Regions from separate parts of the Ovis aries genome. Here region 2 is linked to region 1. Evidence: chromatin contacts called from public Hi-C data. All regions are on one chromosome and are shown on one strand. Each heading gives the region's core, a stretch centred on a gene start, on an enhancer-like site or on the middle of the called end of the contact. The rest is flanking DNA. Distances are from core to core; before and after follow the strand shown.

What was found. Hi-C and Micro-C count contacts between places; a contact is called where the count stands out from the background.
Region 2: a contact with region 1 is called in a Hi-C map of mixed tissues, with 4 times the contacts expected there. The contact joins two enhancer-like sites.

What each region holds. Positions count from the first base shown.
Region 1 is chr6:60,117,505-60,124,131 of ARS-UI_Ramb_v3.0, forward strand. RBM47 (RNA binding motif protein 47) reads right to left here. Exons shown (of 8, transcript XM_060416994.1): 5 at 5,814-6,627; 6 at 4,759-4,965; 7 at 1,580-1,779. Among named protein-coding and RNA genes, the nearest start is that of CHRNA9, 70 kb to the left of the region's middle. Within about 2 kb of position 4,322, at least 5 of the 54 cell types and tissues checked have an H3K27ac peak or open chromatin away from gene starts, as enhancers often do.
Region 2 is chr6:60,360,938-60,367,564 of ARS-UI_Ramb_v3.0, forward strand. No RefSeq gene overlaps it. Among named protein-coding and RNA genes, the nearest start is that of NSUN7, 15 kb to the right of the region's middle. Within about 2 kb of position 2,849, at least 10 of the 54 cell types and tissues checked have an H3K27ac peak or open chromatin away from gene starts, as enhancers often do.

The sequences.
Region 1 (6,627 bases), core at 3,072-5,571:
CAAAGTGTATCAGGCAACCCAGGTCAAAGAACTCAAGGCAGGACAGACAGTACTCAGCTTTGAGGGCGAGCAGCGGGGCCACACACTCAAAGAAGCCATTCCCACGTTACCGAGCAAGTGGCTCCAGGCATTCTGCAGACTGTACTGGAGGAGGGAAGCACTGCCACAGAAATCTACTGATGATGACAGCACACCGAACAAATCCCAAACCACAAGACCCCGACGCCAGCTTCCGTGCAGACTGATAGAAGACAGAAACAGCCTGCAATCCAGAACGTAATCGTGAAGCCTGAAATTTGGGCCCAACCACAACTGTGACCACTCAGCAAAGACCAAAGTTCACAAGTTTCCCAGTAAAGAGGAATTCGAATTGAGCAGAATTCCACTAGGTAATGCTTGTAGGTTACTGTATGTATTTATAGTCAGGACACAGTAATAACTACCTTGTGAGTCATTTGCAACCCAAGACTGCTGCTGGGGTTCACAAGCCTAGCTGTTTCAGCATTACTGAGGAGGTGGGACAAAATATGGATTCTAGAACGCCAGCCCAGTTCTGCTGAATTGGAGTCTTCTGGGGTTTGAATCTAGAATCTCTGTTTTATAAACATGTCTCCTCGATAATTCTTATCCAGTTAGATACAAGACATCCCCGGCCTGAGTTTTTATGCTTATGGATTGATGAGGTGTTTGATATTCACTGCTTCACAAAGAATAGCTTCAACAAGATTATTTTTCCTGTTTAGGAAAATGATATATAGTATAGGTATTCCCTGTGTGCTACATATTGCAGAAACAAAGAAATATATACAAGATGTGGCTCTTGGTCTGAAAATACTTTAACTGGGGAGACAGAACATAGAACTTGACTGGTAGTCAAGTAGCCAATATTGAGACGTACAGGACAGATGGTTTCCCAGGTGAGGAAAGGTTCTAGAGAAAAAAAACATAGAGGAGAACACTATGAGTAAAGGTGGGGAAGGAGGATGGAATGGTAAAGCTGGATTGGGAGGAGAAATGGGAATAGTTGGATATGGTTGGGAGAGTTTTGTAAAGTTTCATAAACCTTTATAGACATTTCTGTCTCTCTACAGGCACTCACATATATATATATACGCATACATATATACCTATGGATACACTCAGAGAGAGAGATGGAGGGGAGGAAGGGGGCAGAACTTTAAAAAATCTTTACTGGACTATAATCTGGAATGCAAAAATTACAATCTGGCATGAACTATCCCCTGGGACTCCATGTGTCATCTCAGTAACAATACGTACATGAATTAAAAATTATCCTATGTCATTAAAAAAAAAATAGGATGTATAACGACACTGTGAGAAATTACATATGTCATTTTTGGATATTGCTTCCTATCTTTAATATAGTGGCAATTTTAGGATAGTACAATTCTTATCTAACATTTTCCTGTCCTGTCATGATTTATCTTACAAAAATATTTCTATCACTCAGACCCATAGTTCTAGCAGAAAGCCAGGCACAGTGTCAGTGCTCCTGCGGAGTATTAAGTGAATCCATGATACATGAGACCTCACACAAACACTGCAACAAGAAGCCTACCTGGAAAGGCGGCGGCGTGGATACCGCAGGGATGACCGCAGCGGCAGCCGCGGCGGCCGCAGCAGCACTGGCTGGGTCAGGCTGCACAGCGATGGGGCTGATCATGTGCTCCATTGTGTGGATTTTACCATCTTCAATCATTTTAGGGGCCGGAGCTGCCTGAAACATGGAATACTGGGCGCCGATGGCAGGGATGGCCACTGCAAGAGAAGGAAAAGGGAAGCACAGGTCACTGAGGGAAGCGCCATCACTTCCTCAATATTTTCAAAAACAAGTTTAGCAGCCAGGGGCTCTGCCTGCAAACGAATGCTCTCTCACTACAGGTGCTATCCAAGAGGGGAGGTGGAGGTACCCTATATCCTGCTGGACTTTCAAAAGGAACCATGTGGCAATGGGTGGGATCTCCCCACAGATCCTCAGGGTAGGCAAGCCTACAGTTAAGTGTCTGTGCCCACATTTTCTACTGCTAACAGAATTTGGAACAGAATAGCATTTAGACTCGTATTCTTGAGGTCCTACAGAGCAAGAAAGGGCCTTGCAGTTTTGAGAAAACAGGCTCAGAATAAGAAGTGAGAGCAGAGGCTTGAGGCCCAAGAGTGTGAGAAGAGCCTGCCAGTTCCTTATCACCTATCTTACTCAGTACCAGCCCCACTGCCCTTTTTCACTTTCACCACGTTTTAAAGAGCAGGTGCTACTGAGAGTTTCATTCTGAGAACTCAGAGGTCAGTGTATATCCTCCCCGACCTGCCAATGCAAAGACATGTTTCTGTGAATAAAGTTCAAAGGACTCATTTCAACCAGAGGATCAGACAGATCACAGTGTTCGAATGTCAATGTATGATGCTGCTGCTGCTGCTGCTACGTTGCTTCAGTCATGTCTGGCTCTTTGCAACCCTATGGACTGTACAGCCTGCCAGGCTCCTCTGTCCAAGGGATTCTCCAGGCAAGAATATTGGAGTGGGCTGCCATGCCCTTCTCCAATGTATGATAAGGAGAGGTAAAAAGACAAAAAAAAAAAAAAAAAAAAAAGGCCCTGATTTGGGGGAGGTTGTGTGAGCGTGTGTTGTATGTTTTGAGGATGGTAAGAATATTGAAATGCACACAACAGAGTATACTTTCACTTATTTCTATTCTCCAACTGTAGGTAATTTTTTCAAATAAAAGCCGATTTGATATAAGGTAAAAAGAAATGCTTGCATGCTGTGTGCTCAGTTGCTTCATTCGTGTCTAACTCTTGGTGACACTGGACTGTAACCCACCCAGCTTCTCTGTCCATGAGATTCTCTAGGCAAGAATACTGGAGTGGGTTGCCCTCCCCAGGGGATCTTCCCGACTCAGGGATCAAAGCCATGTCTCCTGCTTTGCACGTAGATTCTTTACCAGTGAGCCACTGTGGAAGCCCAAAGAGAAGTGATTGTAGGCTAAACAATGGTACAGTCATTCAATGAAATATATCTAAAATCTAAACCAGATCTTTTACCTGCCTTTCCATCTATGTGATCTTGTGCCTAGATACTTCACCATTGCCTGGTGTTCCTCCTAAAATTACAGAGTTCTAATTTTCTGAATGAATCAGAAACAGAGGTCAAGGGGACAGGGCCCAGAAAGGGCTATAAGTTTGAGCTACATCTGAGTTGTACTAAGCAACTCCGGATTGTTCTGGCTACCAGCCAAAGGAATTTCTACCCCATGCCTCAGAACACAATTACATGCTTAAAGATCTTTGAGTTCTTTTCTCTGGGCTTCCCTGGTGGCTCAGCTGGTAAAGAATTTGCCTGCAATGTGGGAAACCTGGGTTGGGAAGATTCCCTGGAGAAGGGAAAGGTTACTCACTGCCGTATTCTGGTCTGGAGAATTCCATGGACAGTCCATGGGTTTGCAAAGAGTTGGACATGACTGAGTGACTTTTCTTTTCTCTAGTTAAATCTTAAACTACTGCCAACGGGAATACTTTTCCCAACAAGTCGAAGAGACAACTCCTGTATCCAGGCTCTGCTTTATGGAATTAGAGAGAAACAGGATCAGTTTTATATTGTTTGATGCATCAATGACATTTCCTAGGAAATCCAGTCTAAGGAGTCACTTAACTGCAGAAGTGGCAGAATTTTTTTCACAGGCATTAAAAAAAAAAAAAAAATCACTGGATTACTTCAAAAGGAAGCTCTACTGAGAAAAGGCCTTGTAAGCCCCTATGTGGTCAATGCCAACCTACACTCCTTATACACAGCTCCCTTGAAATTGTTTTAGCCAGACGAAGGAGTACAGTCCTAGCCAACACGAAGTCAGGAGCTGAGCTTCGAAGTGCAGATGCTCTCAAAGAGCTCTTCAACCTACCCTCCATGAGACTGGGAGAAGGTCTGGAGGAGTATCACGATGGAATTTCCCATGTGTTTGGGTGCTTGTGTGGTGTGTGCACTCAGGGGGTTTGTGCCGTGCTCACACTGCGCAGTTCAATAAAGCTCCCTGCAGCTTAGGATCAGAAAAAAGACCTGTCTCAGATGACTGACGGCATTAACAACGTTGGAAAACTGGTTTGTGGGGCCTGGAGGATGGAAGCAAAGTTCAAGGTCCTTCGCTTCAACTACTTGAGTGCCCCTCTACCCTCAATCTACTGATCCAGCAAGAGGCGGAAATGAGAGCTGGGAATTAGCTGCAGAAAGTTTCTCTGCTGCCTTACTCCCAGGTGTTCTGGTTGGTTAAGACCACGATAAGGGACAGCAGCGTTATTTACTCCTGAAGGGGAATTTCCCAACAACTCTCAGAACTGGCAGAGTTGCACCTTCTGGCTTCTGATGACTGGGGTCAAAACAGGCTTGAGTAAGGGATAGAAAGCTTTTAGCTGGTAGAAGATACAGAAGAGCCTCACATTTTTCTACCCCCGCACCCCTCACCCCAACCTCCCTAACTGAGAACCTGCCTAATTGAGAAAAAGTCTAACAACTGGCAACAGCCATTTGGGAAACCCACTATAAGAAAGTTTGACTTGAACATCGTCAAAATTAGACCATCCCCCAAGCTCTAGATAAGAAGGCCCAGGAGGCCACGATCCTTGCCTAATCTCTGCCTGCCTTTGAGAAGAGGAACCCACATGCAGATGAAAGTGCCGAGGAAGTCAGCTCAAAGAGAGAGAGTTGGGGTTCAGGCTGAATAAATGCATTCTCACTCTGGTTTATACTGACCTGTACCAGGCTTAATGGCAACTGGGTTGACAGCAGAGATTTCCAAATTCGGTACAAGTTCATATCCTTTTTCTTGCTGTTTTCCTTTTCCTTCATGATATCGGCTATATATACCACGGCCAGCAGAATATCCCCCAAGGTAGGAACCCCTGGGGCCCGGGGCTCTGTTGCCAGCTGCACCTCGACCCCGGCCTCTTATGCTGCCTGCTTATAATAACAACACAAAAAATGATGAGCTACCAACAGCAACTGTACAGGAGGTGGATCTTAACCCAAGGTTCTTGGCACTTTGGTATATGTCCTGGCTCTAAGCTACAGGTGGCTACACCTCTGCTCTTTAGTGAGCTCGGAAGATGCTTCAGACTTTCTGGCTCCAGCCTAGATGCATCCTAAGATGTCTGCTTAGTACACAAGATGAACTTGAAGGGTGAGTTCCTAGGATTGAAACTGCCACTCCAATAAATAAAAATTTTCTAAGATGGTCACACAAGTAGATGTAGAAGGGGAAGTGCTAGTTCATCTTCCTCATTTTAGGCGTGAGAAAACAGGCTTCGGGAGCTTAAAGGGGCTGACTAAAGTCACAGAGCCGGTTAATCAGACGGCAGGACACAGAACCCAAGTATTTTGCTTTCCAGTGTAATGCCTGCTTTCAGTACAGGCTAGTCAGTGACTAAGAACAACAAAACAACACAAACAAACCCAACAATACTGTGCCCTTCACTCCCCAACATCTAAAGGTTTAATTTCACAAGTAGGCTTTAACCTAAGAACCCAGAGACTTGCCGTCTAACCCCACGTTGGATAAACGCCCTGGGAGGGCAGAACGCAAGAAAAGCTTGCATGCTGCACGCGATGGGTAACGTTACCTCACGCTGTATATATGAACCATCTACATTTTCCTCGATGCTGTAGCAGTGACTGCCCCAATGAGGGTTAGTAGGAGGGGTCGCCGTCCACCAGCTCAGTAAATGACAGCCACCACGCCCCAAAGGGCATCCATCTGGCAGATGCGTCCCCCCCACTCCCGCCCACGTAGGCGAGGAACCCCCACTAACCTTTCACGAAGTAGTCCCTGTTGGGCCCGATGAGCGCGTTGTAGGGGTAGCCGTAGTAGGCTAGCGTGTAGGGGTCACAGGAATACACGTAGCTGGGCTGCTGCACCACTGCTGCCTCGGCTGCGCCGCCACCCTTGGCTGCCTTCTGGTAGCGGGAGTACTGCTCCTTGTCGACGGGCTTGGCCAGCGTCACCTCGAGGCACGAGCCCTCCAGCTCGGTGCCGTTGAGGTTGTTCATGGCGTGCACGGCGTCCTCGCGGCTGGCGAAGTGCACGAAGGCATAGTCGCGGATCTTCTTGACGCGCTCCACGCAGCCCGGGTTGAACTGGCCGAAGCTCTTCTTGATGGTGTCCTCGGTGGTCTCGATCATGAGGTTGCGCACGTAGAGGATCTTCACGGTCTCCATGACATCCTCGTCCACGTCGATCTCGGGCTCGGCCCAGTCCACAGCGATCTGGTGGCCCCACAGCTGGATGCGGCCGGGCATGAGCTTGCGGCGCGCCATGGCGGCGGCACGGTGGCTCTCGTACTCCACGAAGGCAAACCCGCGATTCTTCATCTTGTCGGCCGCGCTGGCGTAGACGATCACATCGAGCACGCCCTCCGTGACCTTGGCGATCTCCTCCAGGATCTCCTCGCGCTTCTTCATCTTGGGGATGCCCCCGATGAAGAGGCGGCAGTTGTCGACGCTGCAGCACACGCCCAGCAGGCGTCCGGGGCGGATCTCATAGTTGTTGAGCTCGCGCACGGCGCGCTTGGCCTCGTTCTTGTGGCAGTACATGACAAAGGCATAGCCGCGGTTCTTGCCATCAAA
Region 2 (6,627 bases), core at 1,599-4,098, 240 kb after region 1:
AAGGGCTTCCCTGGTGGCTCAGCTGGTAAAGAATCCGCCTGCAACGTGGGAGACCTGGCTTTGATCCCTGGGTTAGGAAGATCCCCTGGAGAAGGGAATGGCTACCCACTCCAGTATTCTGGCCTGGAGAATTCCATGGACTGTGTAGTCCATGGGGTGGCAAAGAGCTGGACATGACTGAGAGACTTTCACACATGTATAATATTAAAATGTTCTAGTAGCCACATTTTTTAAAAAGTAAAATATGAAATTAATTTTAATAACATATTTCATATAACCTAATATATCTACAATATTATTTTAATGTCATCAATATGAAATTATTTTGAAATTATTATTCTTATTTTCTTACTAGGTCTTTGAAATCTACTGTGTATTTTATACTCAGAGTAGATCTCAATTTGGACTAGCCACAGTTCAACAGCTCAATAATCACATGTGGCAAGTGGCTACCTGACTGGGCAGCGCTGCTCTCCAGTGAGGATGGTAAATAGGATGGTAAATACAGCTCAGTCCAGGATGCTTCCACACTCATCCCTGACGGAAATCACCTGACAGCCACAACATCCTTTCTCAATGACCCCTGGTGTGGTGTCCTGATTCTTGTCACCACAGCCTGACAGTCAGGCCTTCCATTAGATCTCGCATCCGGACAAAGGGCAAACCTCAACTGAAGGTCAGTTTCAAGAGGGTGGGACTTTGGTCTGTTTTATTCACAGCTATATCCTAACACTTAGAGCAGTGCCTGAAACATAACGGACATTCAGTAGATACTAATTCAGTAAGTTCTATCTGTTTGCCATTCTCATCATGGAGCTGGTAAACACAGCTCATTTCCAGTAATTATTATTATCTGAGAATAATTTTAAATTAAACCTGAACATTACAGACAGAACATTTTCAAAATTTGTAAACTGAAAGAAAACTGTCAGTTTTAAAATTAAAAAGAACCAATTCCTTTCTTATTTCATTCACTGCACTACTATTAAAAATAAATTTTAACCTTTTCAGATTTTCTAGTAGGTGTTACACTATGCCATAAAAAAGGGAAATCAGCCCAAGACTGTATTTATCACAATGCCTGTAATCTCATTGTTTGCTGTTTGCAGAATATGTGGCTGCAATACTGCATAACAAAATCTAACCCTTTCCAAAGTTCTCTATACTTTCAGTCTGTTTCTTAACAAATTCTCTGAAGAAGCACAGAATCACATAAACAGGTGCATTCAGAGCAATTGGTCATACCATTTGGGTCGAGTCATTGCCTTTCAGAGTATTTTAAAAACGCCCTAATAGAACCTTAATACTTAAGATCATTATCATGGTTATTATCATAACTATTCTTTGTTGAGTGCTTATTACATTCTAAGAAGGAGGCTAAGGATTTCATGTACATTATCTCATTAAAGCATTAAAACAATGCTAGTAGTCACTTGCTTAAAGACATCTAGCTAATACATGAAATAACCAGGATTAAAATCCCACTCAGCCTGACTCTCAAGTCTGGAATCTTGTCCACTGAGTTTGTCCACCCTCCTTATTTTTGCAGTGAGAATACTTAAATTCCCTCAAATCATGTGATTTGTCTAAGACTGTAGAGCTATTAAATGGCAGAGTCAAAACTAAAATCTACATCTCCTCCTCTCAGGACCAGATTCCTTTCTCCATACTATGCAATGTTTGTTCATTAGCACAGCATGGGATCATAACTTATTCAAGACATATACTTAAAATAATTTAAATTAGAATTTGACCTTCACATAGAGAAAACTAGTGATTACGAGTTTTAGTGTATTTTGCCACTAACAGAAAAGTGTTGTTTTCTTTAGTCAGGATGGGGTTTGGGGAAGCAGAATCAAGGCATTAAGAGGGTACATGATCATTGATTCTAGTCCCAAAATAAGCAAATGAAGTGAACCATTATCTATGAGAGTGGTCAGATATTAAAATGTTATTAGTAGAGGGATTCCACTGAAGACCACAGAGAGGCTTGGTTGGAGCTAATGGTGCAGTTGGTAAAGAATCTGCCTGCCAATGCAGGAGATGCAAGTGATGTGGGTTCAATCCCTGGGTTGGGAAGATTCTTTGGAGGAAGAAATGGCAACCCACTCCAGTATTCTGGCTTGGAAAATTTTATCAACAGAGAAGCCTGGTGGACTACAGTCCATGGGAGTCACAAAGAGTTGGACACAACTGAACACAGATTCATACTGTCATACAAGAAGCATGAAATGTGATTTAAAGGGGAGAGAGCTCTCCTGAGTTGCTCAGAGAGTGGAAACTGTCTCTCCAGATCCCTCCTGAGGGCTCTTCCCACACCTTCTCCCCATGTCTTTGAATTTCTAGCACCTGACTGGCTGGGGGCTAGAGGCCCAGGGGAGTGTTCCAGCCCTGGCCTGAAACATTCAGCTCTGGAAAGCAGCAGGTGCTTCTTCAATCTCCATAAGCCCCAGGAGAGCTCAGAACAATGGCCTTCTCAGTCCTGGAAGCCGGGGCGGCTCTCCTCAAGGCCACCTCCCTTCCATTTAAGTCCCTTTTTATTGAAGCCAGTTGAACGCTGCCTCATCCGCATTAAGGGGGCTTGGGCTGCTCCTGGCTACAATTAGATTTTTACGCCACCTGGGCACAGAAACTCACTTCATTTCCAGTGTCCCACCATTCTGTTAGATTTTTTTACTTTGAAGTTCACAATTTTTCATCAGCAAACTATTAGATGAAAGAAAAACTATACGGGTACACGGAAGTAGAAAACAATTCTCGCTGAGTTACACAAGAAAGTCCAGTGCAAGAGACATGGTGACTAGTAATCAACTATGGGAAGCAAGTATCTCAGCTCAAATCCCTGAAATTGTTCCTGTAACTCCCCTTGCTGGCCAACGTGGAGAGTGACAAGAGAAAGAAAATCGTGTGTATACTTCCTGCTCTCCCAGATATTTCTTCCTCTTACTGCGTATCCAAATACCTCAACGTTAGAAAAGACAAAAAAGCCAGGTAGGGAAAAAAAGGTAAGAAAAAAAATCTAGTATGAGGGGACTAAAATCAATAGTTCTGTTTGCTATGTTTTTGAGGGGTCAGGTATTCCAGTGGGAAATGCAGTGACGTAATCACTTTGAAGGAGAAGGAAGTGCCTTCCTCGGTATGAAAACTACATGCCATTCACCCTCACTTATCTCATAAAAAAGAACATAAGTTACGCTGGACAAGATTTATATCTATAGCACCAGGGAGTCTAGCTTTTTCAAACCCATGACATCCAGCTAATCTCAAGGTAGTGGGTGAAAATGAATTATATTTATTGAATCTGGCACTAATCATGATGAATCACAAACACAAGAGTACCATGAATTCAGTTATCTCATTGAAAAGACATTTTTAATTCAGACAGAAAATTCCGGTAACATATACATATTGAGAAATAACATTGGCATTACACTCAATGTATTCAATCTTAGGGAAAGGTGGCATGGCAAATGTAGTCACCAAGTACATAGCTTTTTGACAGTTATACTCTTATTTTTATTTTCTTCTTTAAAATTTCTTTTTCTGAGGTCAGAGGTGAGCAGGTGCCTGACCAATAGGGCCCTCTTGTCTGTCACATGTAGGAATGTGACCCAGAGCCCAACACAGTCTTCCAGAGTGAGGGACATCCCAGGAAGGGCTGCTCCCCACAACCCCTTCTCCACCACACAGAGTGGCCTGCCCTGCATCTGCCTGCGTCCTGGTGACATCTAAGTGACAAAACATGCAAATACAGGAAATCCTCACCACTCAGTCAAGGTCACTTGGTTTGAATCTAGACAGTTATACTCTTTAGTATGTTTTGGAAGATATAAACAGGTGTCAGCTAGGACAATCCATTGTCATTTGATATTTAATTTATATTTCATATGCCCTGAGTCTTGTCTTATGATAGCTGGTTTGTTCTTTTTTGAGGTTCTGCCAGTTAACAGTCCCATCACTAAGTCAGCTTCTGGTCATATCCCATAAACAATAATCCAGAAAGGATTTTCCTGCTGGTGGTTAAATTATTGTAAGAAAATAAGCTATTTGAAGGTGATTTAGAAATTTCACATTAACTCTTTGAAGTTCTTCCATATTACTTAATACTTTTACGTTCTAATAATTTGCAAAATGATGTCCTCATGATTATTGCTCCTCTAGAGTGATTGTATATAGGACAGGTATCAGTCATTGTTCACCGGTGATATGCATCAAAATGATGAGCAAAGATTCCCAAATATCTGATCATCCCCCCTAAAATGGTAAGAATCTGCCTATCCCTGCTTCAGTTTATTTATCCTGTGTGGTTAATAATGCTGTTAGGCTGTTCCAGTGACACTGGGAACTGCAATCTTTAACATATGATGTCTAAAATAGGGATGTGTGCATGTGTGTGTGTGTGTGTGAGCTAAGTTGCTTCAGTGAAGTTCAGCTCTTTGCACCCCTATGGATCATAGCCAACCAGTCTTCTCTGTCCATGGGATTTTCCAGGTAAGAATACTGGAGTGGGTTGCCATGCCCTCCTCCAGGGGATCTTTCAATATATTTCTCTCTCTCTCTGCCATGCTTCATAGGATTCAACTTCGATTCACTTTCCTCTAAGCTCTGACATTAGCATGAAATCTGTCTTCTTATCCAACAGAGAAGACGGTGATGTTTAGATGGGAGTTCTTTGTCTTTCCTGCCCTCCAGGGGTGTGATGGTAGATGCCTAATAATTGATAATCTGCAGGGTGCGATGTGGAGGAGTTCTGATTTGTAATGTTGCCAACTTCCATGGGATAAATATTCCCATTATGGCTGAATCCAAGCTATTAGCATAAGTTAACCAGATCTCAAAATTCCTGAAAATTTAACAACTGGCTCCTGAAGGAAATGGCAACCCACTCCAGTGTTCTTGCCTGGAGAATCCCAGGGACGGGGGAGCCTGGTGGGCTGCCATCTATGGGGTCACACAGAGTCGGACACGACTGAAGTAACTTAGCAGCAGTAGCAGCCTGATAGCTAGTAGAAGCTGACTAGAGCACACATTGCTTGAAGCTCAGAATTTAAATGCATCCAAAATACCCTCTCCTTCCCTCTCAGTTACAATGAAAGAGCTGTCTGTCCTTTTCTCCTATCTGAAGTGAATGTCTCCTGCCTTCTGTAATACCTTTTTCCATCTCTCAAAAACTCAACTCAGATCATGTCAGTTGCCTCCTTTAAAACTTGTGATGGTTCTCTATTGCTTAGGGGATAGAGTTGACACTCCCTGATATGACCTATGAGACCCTGTGTAGTCATTTTGACTCCCATCCAAGGTCTCTCTCTGCTTCCCCTATTCCCATTGATCTAGTTTTTTCAGATTCCTTAACATGCCATGAGGTGTTTCATCCCTGAGCCTTTGAATATTTATTTTGCTGGGAACACCATAACTTACTTCCTGCTGCCTCTCATCCTTCCGCCTCTGACTAACTCTTACTCATTATTAGAAGTTACTTCCTGAATAAATGCTACTGACTTTTCTTCCTTCAGTACTCCATTTCATTTAACACACTGTACTACAATGATTGTTTTACTTGTCTATCTCCTTCATAAATAAATCTCCATGAGGGCAGGAACTGTGTCTATTCCCATTCCCATCCCACTGATTTTAATCATAAAACTCCATATTCATTAACAGTCACTCCTTATCCACTCCCTACCCCAGCCCCTGGCATACATTGACCTATTTTCTTTCTCTATGAAATTCATCTCTGTCAGCAAGTTCACAGTGACAAATATTGAGCCTGGACCTAACTTTTAAAAAAGATAGATGTTTAGGGGGACTTTTTAAAAAGATTAATCAATTAATTAGGCTGGGGAAAGTCTTAGTCATAGTCTGAGGGCCTCTCTAGGTGCAGAAGTGCCTGAGCTTAGTTGCCCTAACGCATGTGGAATCTGAGTCTCCCAACCAGGGATCAACCCCCCAACCCCTGTATTGCAAGGTAGATTCTTAACCTCTGGACCACCAGGGAAGGTCCCTAGCTACTAACTTCTTAAATAAGAATATTAAGATAGTGACTAATGGCAAATTATTAAACACTCTTGTGTTTTATTTTCCTTAACTTGGAAAGGATGCCTACTTATGCAAGGAGGCAGGTCATAAAATGACCTACAGTTTTTAATGACGTACGCATCGCTCAGTTTCTCATCTACTTCTTCGATCAGTTTATAGAACTTTCAATTTCACGAATGTTGGTTTCTGCTCCCAGAAGTGAAACCTCTCATTGTTTCAAAAACCTCCTCTTCTGCCATGGCTGCTCCTTAGGTCCCTGCCTTCTGCCCAGAGTCCTCTCTGTTCTATAAACATGAATTTCTTCCACTCTGATCTCATGAAACTTGGATCCCTATGAGTTAACTATTTTAAAACTTGCTGTACATACAATGTTTTACTGTTCACACTTAGAGCCTGTCTTTTAAGAACTGTTTTAGATGTTTTGTTTTCAGAAATATGTAATGAAAAATAAAGTGAATATATTATAAACATTAATGTAAAGGAAACATGCATCTTATATTATTTGTAGGAATGATTTGAGGCCTAGATGAAGGGTCCCTTCCTCAAAAGAAGATTTTGAGGAATCTTCTAGTGCATTTATTTTTTACAGGT